2 separate regions of the Sus scrofa genome follow, and region 2 is linked to region 1. A link is a contact called in public Hi-C data. All regions are on one chromosome and are shown on one strand. Each heading gives the region's core, a stretch centred on a gene start, on an enhancer-like site or on the middle of the called end of the contact. The rest is flanking DNA. Distances are from core to core; before and after follow the strand shown.

The links. Hi-C and Micro-C count contacts between places; a contact is called where the count stands out from the background.
Region 2: a Hi-C map of retroperitoneal adipose tissue shows a contact between it and region 1, with 2.1 times the contacts expected there. The contact joins the enhancer-like site here to the promoter of SCUBE2 in region 1. A contact is called at or near these places in 12 of 47 Hi-C or Micro-C datasets (embryonic fibroblasts, epiblast stem cells, heart right ventricle and 6 more) and 1 of 2 datasets of contacts at active chromatin or transcription factors (skeletal muscle).

What each region holds. Positions count from the first base shown.
Region 1 is chr9:386,790-393,358 of Sscrofa11.1, forward strand. It overlaps SCUBE2 (signal peptide, CUB and EGF-like domain-containing protein 2), which reads left to right and starts at 3,017. Exons shown (of 21, transcript XM_021062256.1): 1 at 3,017-3,131; 2 at 4,130-4,252. The coding sequence starts at 3,017.
Region 2 is chr9:450,331-456,899 of Sscrofa11.1, forward strand. SCUBE2 (signal peptide, CUB and EGF-like domain-containing protein 2) reads left to right here. Exons shown (of 21, transcript XM_021062256.1): 21 at 1-6,569. Among named protein-coding and RNA genes, the nearest start is that of TMEM9B, 9.0 kb to the right of the region's middle. Within about 2 kb of position 3,256, at least 15 of the 83 cell types and tissues checked have an H3K27ac peak or open chromatin away from gene starts, as enhancers often do. A contact at or near this core is called in omental adipose tissue and retroperitoneal adipose tissue, where this site is marked.

The sequences.
Region 1 (6,569 bases), core at 1,767-4,266:
GCAGTTCAGCAGAGTGGTTGCAGCAGGGGAGTTTGCACTTGAGCCTGAAGGGGCCGGGCTTGCTGGGAGGAGGTTTGCCTCTTCCTCCGGCAGCCCCCGAGGAAGATACTGAAAGGGGGATGAGGACGCGCCCACGAGGAGCAACAGGCCAGGTGAGGGACGCTGGGCCCTGGGCTCTGGATGCCCGCCTGGAGGAGGAGAGCGGTTTAGGGAGATCGTGAGAGGGTTTGACTCTGGTGCCAAGAGAGCCAGTGGAGTCGGGATGACTGCAGGTGTCTGAGCTGTGTCTGCAGAATGCTGGTGGCCTCTCTATATAAGCGCGGAAGCGCTCGAGAAGGGCGGGTTCGAGGGAGAAGGTGAACTGCCCTTTGAACATCTGTTTGTTTGTTTGCTTTTTTGGCCGCCCCACAGCATATGGAGTCCGGGGCCGGGGATCAGAGCTGAGCAGCAGTTGTGACCTATCCTGCAGCAACACCAGATCCTCTTAACCCTCTGTGCTGGATGGGGGATGGAACCCGCATCCTGGTGCTGCAGAGATGCTGCTGATCCCTTTGTGCCGCAGAGGGAACTCTCATCTTGAACATCTTGGATCTGAGGGAGCTCACGCTGGAGGCATCCAGTAGACAACTGGATACAGAGAACTGAAGCTGAGAGGAGAGATCCGAGCTGGAGATTTCTCTCACGGGAACGCGGGAATGAGCGAGCATCAGGGCCAGGATGTAGAAAGAGCATCCCCAGAAGAGGACCGAGGAGGCATTTCCTGAGAGCTAGGAGGACAACCAGGAGCTTGCCTGCTGCAGGGAAACAAGAGCCAAGGGAGAGAGCATTTCTAAAGGGAGTTTCCAGAGGCTGCTGAAGAGTCGAAAAAGTGGGGCACTGAGAGGTGGGCAGCGAACGCAGAGTCCTCCTGAGCTGCACGTGGTTTCCGCTTCCGCCGTCTTCCTGGGGCCCCAGGCCCCCACCAGTGCGACGGCCAGGCTGGGCTGCCTGTCCCCTCCGGTCTGGTTCATGGCCTCTCAGCCTGGGGCGGGAAGAGGGAGGTTCAGGAACCATGCGGGGACCTCAGGGGGACAATAGAGGGCGGACAGCCGCTGGCCCTGGGCCCGCCAAGCCCCTCCTGCAGCGGGTCCCTGACGTTGGAGCACAGATTTCCCCTGGAGCCCTCCATGGAAATTCCCAGTTATTAACCATCTTGACTGATTGGAAGCGTCAGAAAGGTTTGCGCAGGAATCCAGGAGCTGACCCGCTGAAAGCACATCTGTATGGAAGTTAGGGCAAACAAAATAGGATTCCGAACATTTTTGGAGATCTGTGCCAGCTGTAAACGTTTCCAGGAAACACAACAAAAACTGACTCTCTTAGGCAAAAAAACATTGGGTCTTAGAACTACTTTGTATCCTTACTAAAATATAAGCTCGGGGGACCAGTGAAGGCAAAGAATAGCGTGTCTGGTTTCTTGCCCGGCACAAGGGGCTGGAGAAGACGCCTAGAGAGGTGACTGGGCAGCCTTGTGTATTTAGATGCTTTGACTGGAGCCAAAATGGTCTGTGCCACACAGTGGGCACTTTTGGGTTGGATTTTAAAGGAAAATAACTTTGATCATTTCAAAAGCAATGACGCTTAATGCAGCGGAGAGAAAAGAAGGTGGTAATTTATGGCCACTGTTAGGGACACAAAGACAAAGACGGAGAGAACCGTTCACCTAGTGAAGATTTACAAATGTGTAAAACCACCCTTAGGACTAGAAATAGCTGAGTGTCTCTTGGCACCAAACAAAAGGGGGCGAGAGTGAGGAGGGAAAGAAAAAACCTGCCTGCCTTCGCTGGGGATGAAGAGGTCAAAACAAAAACAAAAACAAACCAACCACAGCAAAGTTCTTATTTTCTCAGATTCTCCAGCAGACAGCAGCGGCGCTAGCAATGAAGACCCGAAGAGGCAGTCCCAGCCCCGCGGGGCAGCAGCGGAGAGGGCAGGGGGCTGGGGGCCCGGGGAGGGCGGTGGACCCCAGGAAGATAAGGTTTTGTGCCTGAGCTCGGTGGGGATTTTTTGTGATGTTTATTTTTTTCTGATTATCAAAGGAATGTATACACACACACACACACACCTGTATGGATGTACCTAGTCATAGGGAAAATTTAATAAATGCAGAGAAGCTCAAAGCACAGGCAAACCCCTGAGTACGGTGGATTGTCGCACCTTGGAATTGCTGCTACCTGGGGAGAGGCTGATGCTGGGGGTTGGGGGGGCGGCTCTGGTCACCTGTGCCCCTGTGTAGGTGTGTTTCCTTGTAAAGGTGCCTTGCTCGCAGACCCAGGTGGCTGCCGGTATCTGCAGCTGGGCTGACCTGAGGTTTACAAGTCCAGCTGGTGCCACCTGTGCCACCTGTGCCCCAGGCAAAGTGGGGTGGTCTCCTGTCCCTGGTGCCTCACCCTCGACCTCCCGCTTCCTTTCCCTTCGCCTTTTAGGCTGCTCTGAAGAGACATCGAACCCCAGGCTAGGACAAGAGGACTGCCGTCCTGGGAGGACTGGGGGGCAGGGGGTGCAAGGGGGCCTGGGATGGGCAGGATGGGGAAGGGGCAGACAGGGTGTGCCAGGGGAGCAGAGAAGCAACTCTGAAGTCTGCGGTCGCTCTCATTCCATCCACACTAAAGGCAGGTAAGCCTTGCAGGTGGCTTTGGGATCTGGGGACTCTAGGACACTTGCTGGGCTCCCCGTGTCCGCCTACTTCAGGCCAGAAGCGCCGTTTGTCCTCCCGAGAGGAGCCGGGCCAAGCCGGAGGACCCCGCACAGGTTGGGCGAGGGCCCGGGGCGCGGCAGGCTGCGGGGCCTGCGCGAGGGCCCGGGGCACCCGGCGAGCCCGCCCCCGCCCGGGCCCCGCGGCCGCGCCCCTCGGCCGAGCGGGGGCGGGAGGGCGCGGGGGAGGTCCGTGCGAAGCGGGGGCGGGGGCGGGGGGCCGGCAGGCCGCCCTCACCTCTCCGCGCCGCCGCCGCCTCTTCTCCGGGCCGCCGCGCGGGCCATGGGGGGCGCAGGCCGCCGCCGCGGGGGCGCGGCGCGGGCGCTGCTGCCGCTGCTGCTGTCGCTGCCGCTGCTGCTGCTGCTGCGGGCGGCCGGCCCCGGGCCGCCGGAGGAGGGTGAGTGTCCCGCCGCGGGGCGCACCTGGCGCGGGGCGGGGGCGGCGGCAGGGTTCCGCGTGTCCTGCTCGCCCGGGGCTCTCCCGCAGGCCGGGCCGAGGCGGCGCCCCCGCACGGGCTTGAGGCCCGGGGCCTGGGGACACGGCCGGCCTCGGCCCCGGCCCCGATGGCCGTGCCCCCGGCGCGCTAGCGGTCTGCGCGGGGAGCGGGCCGGGCGGCCGCGGGCGGAGGCGGGGAACCGAGGGCTCGGCCGCGGCCCGCGCGAGGTCCAGGCAGCTGCGCCCCCGGCATCGCGGCCCAGAGGTGGCCCGCGGGCCTCGCGTCCGCCCCGGGGAGTTTTCTCCCTGCGCAACAGCCGCTGTTTGACAGGCCGAGACCCCGTTCTGCACCCAAACTGGAATCAAAATACTTTCAAAACGCTTTTGTTTTGAAGGAGCCCCCGGAGCGCTCTCAGCCCGGGAAGCGCTTCTCCCGGGGCCCGGCGCGTCTGGGGTGTGTGCCAGCCCAGAGCCAGAGGGTTGCCTCAGACCCCAACCCGGAGGAAGCTGGCAGAGCGGCTCTGTTCTCAGAGCGCTTGTGCCCGCTCCAACTCTCCCCCGCCGGGCCCTTGCCCCGCCTGCTCACGTGCCAGGCGCTGGCCTAGGCCGCAGGGACTCAGATCCGCGCTGTGGTCCCGGGACGCCGTCTAGCCCAGGAGACAGGCAGGAAAAGTGGTGGTGTGATATGTGACACATCTTAGGGGTCGCCTTCTGACACTCCCGGGTCATGACAGGCTTCCTAGGTGAGGTGGGTCTGAGCAGAGTCCTGAAGGCCATTGTAGAGGGCATCCCAGGCAGAGGGCACCCTGGGCAGAGGGCGCAGGGTGTGCCTGGAAACCGGGCCTGGAGGCTCATCCCAGGAGCTCCCAAGCGGTTTAGCTGGTGTTGCCAGGAAGGGGTCAGGGCCAGGCCACCCAGGGCTTAGGACACCCTACCAGGAGCTGCCGTGCTGTTTTGCAGATGTGGACGGGTATGCCCAGGGGGTGGACGATTGCCACACCAATGCCCTGTGTCAGAACACACCCACCTCCCACAAGTGCTCCTGTGGGCCTGGCTACCAGGGGGAGGGCAGGCGGTGTGAGGGTAAGTGACTTGGGGACCAGCAGAGGGGCGCCAGCGGCGGAAGCTTCCTTAGCTCTTGCACTGGCCGCTCATGTTGGTGAAAGTGCTGCTCTGCCCCCCCCCAGCACATCAGCCCCTCCCTGCAGCGCATTTCAGATCCTTAAGAGACAGGGAACATCGGGTCTTCCTGAGGGCTGGTCATACTGTTTTATCTGCTTCTGCATTGTCCTTTTGTCTAGCTTCTAAAAGCAACAACAACAACGAAAGGCACGTTCGTATCTTTTGGTCCCGAGTCACTCAGCTTAGGGGGCAGAAGGTCAGCAGCCTTGTTGGTCGGGAGAGCCATGCCACCAGAGCAAGGCTGGCCTGGCGCCTCCCTGAGGCAGCTGGCACTTTCACTCCGGAGCTGGAGTGCCAGGGCCTGCTCTCGCGTGAGGCTCCGGCGGCTGTCTTTCCATGACTTTTCCAGTTTGGCATTGTGACCTGCCAGGCTTTGGACCGACGCCAAGAACCTGCCTCATTTGGAGCTGCAGGTTTGCCCTGGAAAGACGTGTGCAGAGGGATGTTTTCAGTCCTTGGGGCTCCAGGTCTGAGATCCTCAAGTCTGGACTCGGCCGTTTTGTGCTCTGGGCCCCTGGGGGTCGGCCCCCTCTCAGGAACTCTGAGGTTGAGAACGGGCCACAGGCTGGACTCTCATAGGAGGGGCTGCTCGGGGGCATGGAACCCGTGGATGTGGGAGCTGGCAGGGCTCTCCGGGGCGCTCTGAGCCAGTCCCATCTCTCATTCGACCGATGGGGACACGGAGGCGCGCAGGGATTGGGAAAGGCTTTGTGGGCACGCTCGCACAGGTGGCCTGCGGGCGAAAGAAGGTCAGATCCCAGCCTAGCTCGGTCCCCAGCCCCGCGTCTCCCATTCCCTCCGTCTCCCGGGCCCCCCTTTGGTGGGGTGAGGAATCCTCGTGTCTGCAGTCTCCTTTGTGCACCAGGAGCAAAGCTTCCTCTCCCCTCCGGGGAGGCGTGTCCCGCTCAGGTTCCCGGTCAGGTTCGTCTGCTCGGCATCTTGCGAGGCCAAAGGGCTCCCTCTCTCAGAGCCGTGTCTCTGCCAGTCCCTCCGTGCCGCCCCCTGACCGTGTCGAAGGCTCCGCTCTCGGTGCTGGGATTCGCACAGGTGGGGACCCTGCTCGGGGAAAACAGAGTTCCCTTTGTCACCTCCAGTCACTGCACGCTCTCGGGGGAGAACACCAAGCCACGGCCTCTTTGGGGTAAAGTACATAGTTAGTGAATAATATTGAATGACAGGTGGCAAGTTGAGGAGCTCCCGTGGTGGCGCAGTGGTTAACGAATCCGACCAGGAACCCTGAGGTTTCGGGTTCGACTCCTGGCCTTGCTCAGTGCGTTAAGGATCTGGCATTGCCGTGAGCTGTGGTGTAGGTCGCAGCTGCGGCTCGGATCCCGTGTTGCTGTGGCTGTGGTGTAAACTGGCGGCGACAGCTCTGATTAGACCCCTAGTCTGGGAACCTCTGTATGCCACGGGAGTGGCTCTAGAAAAGACAAAAAGGCAAAAAACCCAAAAAAACAGGTGGCAAGTTTGGTTAGTCTTAGCTGTTGGGTTTGACTTAACACAAGTGAAATTGAATTGCTAACAGTTTAGAATGAAAAGTCTACTATTTAGTTTAAAATAATTAATGATTGGAGTTCCTGTCCTGGCTCTGTGGTAACAAGCCAGACTAGTATCCATGAGGACGCAGGTTCGATCCCTCGCCCCCCGAGTGGTTTAAGGATATGGTGTTGCCGTGAGCTGTGGTGTAGGTTGCAGACACGGCTCAGATCCTGCGTTGCTGTGGCTGGGGTGTAGACTGACAGCTCCAGCTCCAGTTCAACCCCTAGCCTGGGATCTTCCATATGCCGTGGGTGCGGCCCTAAAAAGACAAAAAAAATAAAAATAAAAAATAATAATAAAAAATAATTAATGATTGCCTGGCATTGCCGCTTTTATACATTTGCGTTGGTTTTAAAATAATAGAGGATTATTGTATAAAAAGTCACACAAAGCAATACGAAAATGTGTTGTAAACTGGACACCTGGGACCCTCCTGTACCTTCATCCACAGGCCGTCACTGTCCACAGGGAGCGTGGATTCTTTGTGCTGTCACTTTAAACTAAAACCTTAGAGGGATTTGCTGTTTTGAGTACCTGTCTTATTTATAAAGCTGGTGTTTAGTTTGGTTTCTCGGGACAGGGGTCCGAAGGTGGAAACGTTCTTCGAAGAAGGAGAAGGAAGGAAAGTGGGACTCGCAGGGGTTCAGCGAGGGAGATTCAAAGACATGGCTCCTTCACG
Region 2 (6,569 bases), core at 2,006-4,505, 64 kb after region 1:
CGGGCTCCCTTTGTGGTCAGGGCGCTGCCAGGAGCCGCTACACAGAGCCCGGCCTCTAAGCACCGCGAGGCCGCCTGCTTTCTGCAGCCGGGGCCCCACAATCACTCTCTCCCCCGGGAACTTGATTTTTCAGTATCACTGCATTTTATTTTATTTTATTTTATTTTTTTTTGTCTTTTGAGGACTGCATTTTAAAAAATTGAAATTCACAGGCCAAAAAAAAAAAAAAAAAACAATAACAAAAACAAACAAAAACCCAACCTCATTGTAGTGACTAAAAGAATTCTCTCAAGCAAGCTACCGGTTCCCTAATGAACGGGCTGCCCACACACAGCCCGTGATTTATTTCAGCAACAAACTCTGTGCCTGATCATTTTTGCACACCAAAGTCCCAAAAAGTGATTAACAACTGCTTTGAAAAAAACAAAGACTATCTCATTTGTTGTTAAATTCACTTTTTACCTTGGTGGTGTTTTTAACCTACAAATAACATGGATGGTTTTTAAAGCCAGAATCAAATATTTATTCTTTATTTGGATGGTCCTAAGTACCCATTTCTGTCTTTCCTCAAAATTTTGACGTCTTCATTTAAAAAAAATAGTCTTTAATACAAGTACTTGGAATTTGTAAGCCGGCACTTGGCCTGTGTGCCTGAGCCTGGCCAAGGTGAACATTCCAATGTAATGTGGACACATTGCTGACCTGACCGACGTGGAGGGCTGCTGAGCTCAACTGCGCCATCCTGCCCAAAGAATTGGCAGCTCAGTGGTTAAGACTAACTCCGTACTGCTGACTTCACAGGAAGGCTAGGGACGGCTGTGCACGGGGCAGGAAGGAGGCCGCAGAAGCCGGGGCTCTGAAGCACCCTCCGGAGCCAACCGTGCATGAGCCACTGAGGCCCCCCTGGAGCCTCGTCTCCATACCCAGCAACCACCCTGAGAGATGCCGTGGTCCTGTCGGAAGACTCGGTGGCGGGGGCTGCTGTTGCCACCTGCTCAGTCAGTAAATAGTTGTTGTAATCTGCCTTTTGCCAGGCACTGTTCTAGGCCATAGGGACGCACAGTGACGACACAGACAAGGTCTTGTCATTTTTGAGTTTGTGGAGGGAGGAGACAGACAGCGAATCAATCAATATGAAAAGTATCAGCTAGAGATAAGGGCTATGTTGAAAATTAAAAGAGGTTAGTGTAACAGATGGCTGCCTGGCTACCTGAGGTTTGGGAACTCGGGGGGGGGGTCTCTCTGGGTAAATGATATTTCAGCTGAAAAATAAATTGTGAGAAGGAGCCAGCTTTGGGGAAATCAGGGGTAAGAACATTCCAGAGAGAGAGAAGCCAAGTTCCCATCAGACAGGAACAAGCACGTGTTGGACCACAGACGAGCAAGAAGGCAAATGGCACGAGACGGGCAGGGAGCTGGACGGCAGCCGGAGCACCGTGGGCTTTGGAATCCGGAAGGCAGGCTTGGGGGTTAATTCTAAACACACCGTGAAGCATTTGGAAGGGGTTTCGACAGAAAAGTGGGATGATCTGACTCATGTTTTTAAAAGATAGCTCAGGTTACTGTACAAAGAATAGGTTTCAGAAAGTGGGCGTGGATGCAGAGAGCAGTTCTCAAACGACTGCCAACCAAGCAGTCATCCGGTGGGAGGTGAGGTTGCCCGGGACGGGCTGGTCACAGCGGAGGAAGCGAGCAGAAGGGTTCTGCACGTGTCTGGGGAGAGAGTCAACAGCGCTTGCTGAGGTCCAGACGTGAGGGGCGGGAAAAAGAGCAACCGAAGGTGACCCCGAGCTGCCTGAGCAGGCAGCAGATGGACAAGGCTTTGGGAGGAGCCGGTGTGGGACCTGTGATGGTTTAAAAACCTGTCTACAAACTCTCTGATGCTCCTTCCGGGGCAAGCTGGGGGGTGTCTCACCCCTCCCCTTGAACCTGGGGTCTGCGATGGCTTAACCACTGTTAATGGCAGGAGTGAGGCTTTATCCCTTCCTGGCCCCAGGAGGTCAGACAATTTCCACTTCCTCTCTCTGGGAAATCCAGGACCTCGGACACCACGCCTCGGGGAACCACCCCTCCCCTCCCCCACTGCCCAGCTGACTCCCGGGTGACAGCAGCAAAACTTGCCAGCGGGGTGAATGAACGCCTTAGGAACAGGTTCTCCAGCTGATGCTTCGCTGAGCTGTCCCTGCGAGCTGCACCAAAACGGCCGACTGGTGAGCTAGATCAGTGATTGCTGTTGTTTTGAGGTGCCAGGCTTTGGAGGATTTCTTGTGCAATAAGGAAACGGTGGAAGAGGAGAGAAGGTGAAGAGTTTGGTGAGTTCGGTTTTGGCCCCGAGCTGTCTATTAGAGACCCAGATAAAGGCTTCAGGTGGGCGCCTCGTTCTGCGAAGTCCTGCGAGAGCTCAGGGGAGACTCGGAATCTCAGGGTCACAGAGCGAAGAATGAGGTGGATCGAGGTCACCTGGGAAAAGTACGCAGATGAAAAAAGACCATGGGGGAGTTCCCATCGTGGCGCAGTGGTTAACAAATCCGCCTAAGAACCATGAGGTTGTGGGTTCGATCCCTGGCCTTGCTCAGAGGGTTAAGGATCCGGCATTGCCGTGAGCTGTGGTGTAGGTGGCAGACGCGGCTCGGATCCCGAGTTGCTGTGGCTCTGGCATAGACTGGTGGCTACACCTCCTATTCGACCCCTAGCCTGGGAACCTCCATATGCCGTGGAAGTGGCCCAAGAGATGGCAAAAAAGAAAAAAAAGACCAGGGAACTCTGAGTTCCCCGTGTGGCCACAGGGACAGAACCTACCGGCGCAGCTGGTTACGTCTCAGGAAGAGGGCGGAGCTTTGCTTGCCCCCCCCCCCCCCCCCGCGAGCGGGTTCTGCAGCGAATTGGGATCCTCCGTGGGGCCGCGTCTGTGCAGCCCCCACGCCCTCCCGCTGGGGGCGTGTTCTCGGGCATTTACTCAAGAGCTGCTTTTCCAGCTTTCGCCCCCTTTCCCTTGAGTGGCCGGTGCTGATAAGAGAATGGCCGCCTTTCACACTAACGGGTGCTCATCCTCACTTCGGAAAACGGCTTCCTCTGAGTCATTCTCTGAGCTGTTAAGTGTGTCGGCTGTAGGCGCTGGATTTAGGTTTGCAGGTGATTTTCTAATCGTCATGTGGAAACTTGGGGCAGGCAGCGGCCGCATGGCATAGAGCCCAGACGCACAGACGTCTGCCGGAGGATGCCCCAGGGCTGCTGCCCACGCTGTGGCTGAGGGCTGGGCCCTAGGGGACCCGGGGCTCCACCAGGCCCGCCTCCATCTCCTCCTCCGCTCAGAAGGCATGCTTCTCACTGGCCCGGCAGCACCTCTGCTTCCGTTCACACAGCAGGATGGGTTCCCAGAGCCTTACCCATGTCTGCATCACTCTCGGCCACTTTGGGGCGGTACAGGGATCTGGTGAGGCTGGAGTAAAGTGGTTCCTCACCAAGTCGAGGGGAGCTGGTTACCTGCGGCCTTCGTGCCAGGTAAGCCATCAGCTGCCTCCGAGTGCAGGTCCTGGGTGTCCATCCGCAGGAAACGAGAAGCCCCGAGTGAGGCGTCCTCTGCCTTCTGCTCCAGGGGCTCTGAACCCAGCTCAAGGGGCTCCTGAGCATTTGTGGTGCCCTTTCCTCCTCCCTCGGGCATCCCTGATCAGCTGGCAGGAGACCAACCTCAGGGCCTTGTGGCCTGCAAGGCTGCTCCTGTGACTGACAGCCAGAAAGACCTAACTGCGCAGCCGGGACCACTTGCAGAGAGCACAGCAGGATCAAAATAGGGTTGGCACGTGAAACCCCCTAATTCACAGGCAGGTTGCTCTAGCTGAATGGAAGGGGTACACGTTCAACCCACCTTCGCTGAGCAGTGGTGACAGCTCAGCCCGCTTGGTTTCCACACAATCTCTTTAGGAGAATGGGCTCCAGACCTTAGTCAGGGACAATTCTTTTTGTTACAGGTTTGCGAACTCATTCATTTATGCAGCATGTTTGCTTCGGGTTTACAAAGTGCTGGGTATGGAGGAGCGGGCCGTGCTGTGGCGGGCAAAATCCTCCTGTGGAGTTTAAATCCTAGTGGGAGGAGACAGAAAATAACTAGTGTGATAACTGTCTCAGAGAAGACAGGAAAGGACAAAGGAGGGAGAATGCGGAGGTGGTGGCAGGGCTACTGTTTTAGATAGGGTGAGCTCACCTGGGAATCAGGAATCCAGTCCCCTCCCAGGACACTGGCTCCTTAAACCAAGCCTGGCAGTGCTGGCCCTGGCCACGCCCTCTACCCACCCAGCCGGACCTTGATTGCTCTGGGGCCAGGCTGCCGGAAGCTCCAAGATGGAACAAGCCCTTTTGCACCGCCTAGAACAGGCGCCACCTAGTGGTCGTGAATGGAATCCACTTGTGTTTCCAGTCACATCCCCCTGCCGTTGGGCTTCAATGACCTTGGAAGGTCGATGTTCCTGATTCCAGACGCAGTGTTCCCAATGCGGTGTTGGGGACCAGGGCTGTGGTTTGACAACTGACGGACTGCATCCTGTTTCCTACAGTCGTCAGAATGTATCCGTATGGATCTCTTCCTTCCCTCTGCCTGGCCTAACACCTCCCGACCGGGTAAGCCGTCATTGATCTTCAGGGCCTCTGCAACTGTCGGCAACGCAGTCAGTCACGGCCGTGTCCAAAGACACCCCCGCCCCATTCACTCATTCGTGTGGCCCCGGCACCTTGCTAGGCTGGATGCACGCTGCCGAGACAGGAGGGGAGAGGACTTGAAAGAACGAGGGGACATCACTCCCCAAATTGTCACCTTGTGTGTTTGCCACCTCGTGTCGTTCCAAGAGCTACCGCGCCCCACTGACTTGGACTGTCCTGTGAGCCTGTGGTCTCTCCTTGGACCGAAGGATAACTGTGGGGCACAGCTCGGAGTTTCCTGCCTTTCTTCTACGCAGCGTAAAAAGCAGAAATACAAACCGACCTCGGAGCCGAGCTTTGGTGCTGCCTTTACCTTATTACACACTTTATGGTGGAAAAAAATTAATTGCTGCTGAGCAGGAAATGGAACCGGTGCCCCAGGGCGGGCAGACCCAGCAGAGGGTGCCCGACACAGTCACGGCCGGCAGGAGGGGCGGTGGCAGAGAGTGTGAGCGTGTGGTGAGCCCCAGCCGGGCGCTGCGTGTAACTCGCTGTGTGTGACCACAGCTGGGCGTCGTCACACGGGGGCAGCGTGGCTGCACGACGTGATGCCCGTCCTGGTGCGAAACGGGACACTAAACACCACGGTAGTGGTGGCGCCCAGAACCCCAGCATTAGATCCGGGTGACCCGACTTGAGAGCAGCAGCCTTTAGCGGCCGCATCAGGTAGCAGAGCTGAGGTTTTGAGTGAAGTGGGTACAAGAACAAGAGGCCTGGGAAACGCTTCCTCAGGGCTCCCGACGAGGCCCTGAAGGGACTCGGCAGTGGGACGCCGCCCGTCCTCCCGTCCTCCCCTCCCCGTGTCCCGCTGCACTTTTCTGGGCCTGCGTTCTCTCTGTTTGTCTTGGTGAAAGATTTCTCCAAAACTTATTTTTCCTAATGCTCATTTCTTCAAGGCTCCCATTGTGCCCTCTGCACCCTCTGGATTTGTATCTCAGCTCTGCCGCCTGTTGGCTGTGTGACCTTGTCCACGTTACTTAACCTCTCTGTACCCCAGTTCTCCCCTGTGGTAAATAAAGATAAAGACAGTACCTGCTGGATAGGGTCGTTGTGAGAATTCAATGAGCTCACACACGGAAAACTGCCTGGAACGTCCCTTGGGCTCCATCCATGCTCGCTGTCTCCACCGCCAGCACCACCAGCACTGCCAGCGCCATCTCTCACTCCTTGAGACTGGAAAGAGAGAAGTTACATCCAAGCTACATTTTAAAAGTGGGTTCACACTCTGCTGGTTTCTCCCACTTCAACGAAACAGAAAATCCCTTCGTTACAGTTTTTCTAGTGGAACGCGTTCTGGGAACAGAGGCGTTAGAGCCTGAGGAGGGAACCAGAGCCGCGGGGCCTCGCGGGAGACCGGGTTCTCCCCCAGGGCTCGTGAGAAGCCGCTGTCCTCTGCGCTGTCGACACCACCGTTGGACACGATTCCCCACTAGGATGGCAGCGTGAGAGCCGCGAGGGCGGCGAGGATGCGGAGACACGCCCGTAGGGGTGGGAAGGGCACGGCTCCTCTGGCAAAGCGTGTTGGTGCCTCGGCGGGTCAAACTTAGAATTGCTGGATGACCCGGCAACGCCACTGCAAGAGCAATGAAAGTGTGCGGCCACGCGAACACGCGTGCCCAGAAGCTCAGAGCGGCGATAGTCACAATCGCCAGAAGGCGCAGACGCCCCTGACGGCCGTGTCACTGAGGAGTGGCTACGCCGGCTGCGACACGCACACACCGGCAGCTTTTGCCATAAAGAGAAGCACCGAGGCGTGTGCCGCAGCAGGGATGAACACGCGTCGGGTGACAGCAGCCAGTCACCGTGTGTGGCATGATTCTAGTTCCAGGAAACGTCCAGAGTAAGCAAAGCCACGGGCCTGCAGGCGACAGGCCGCC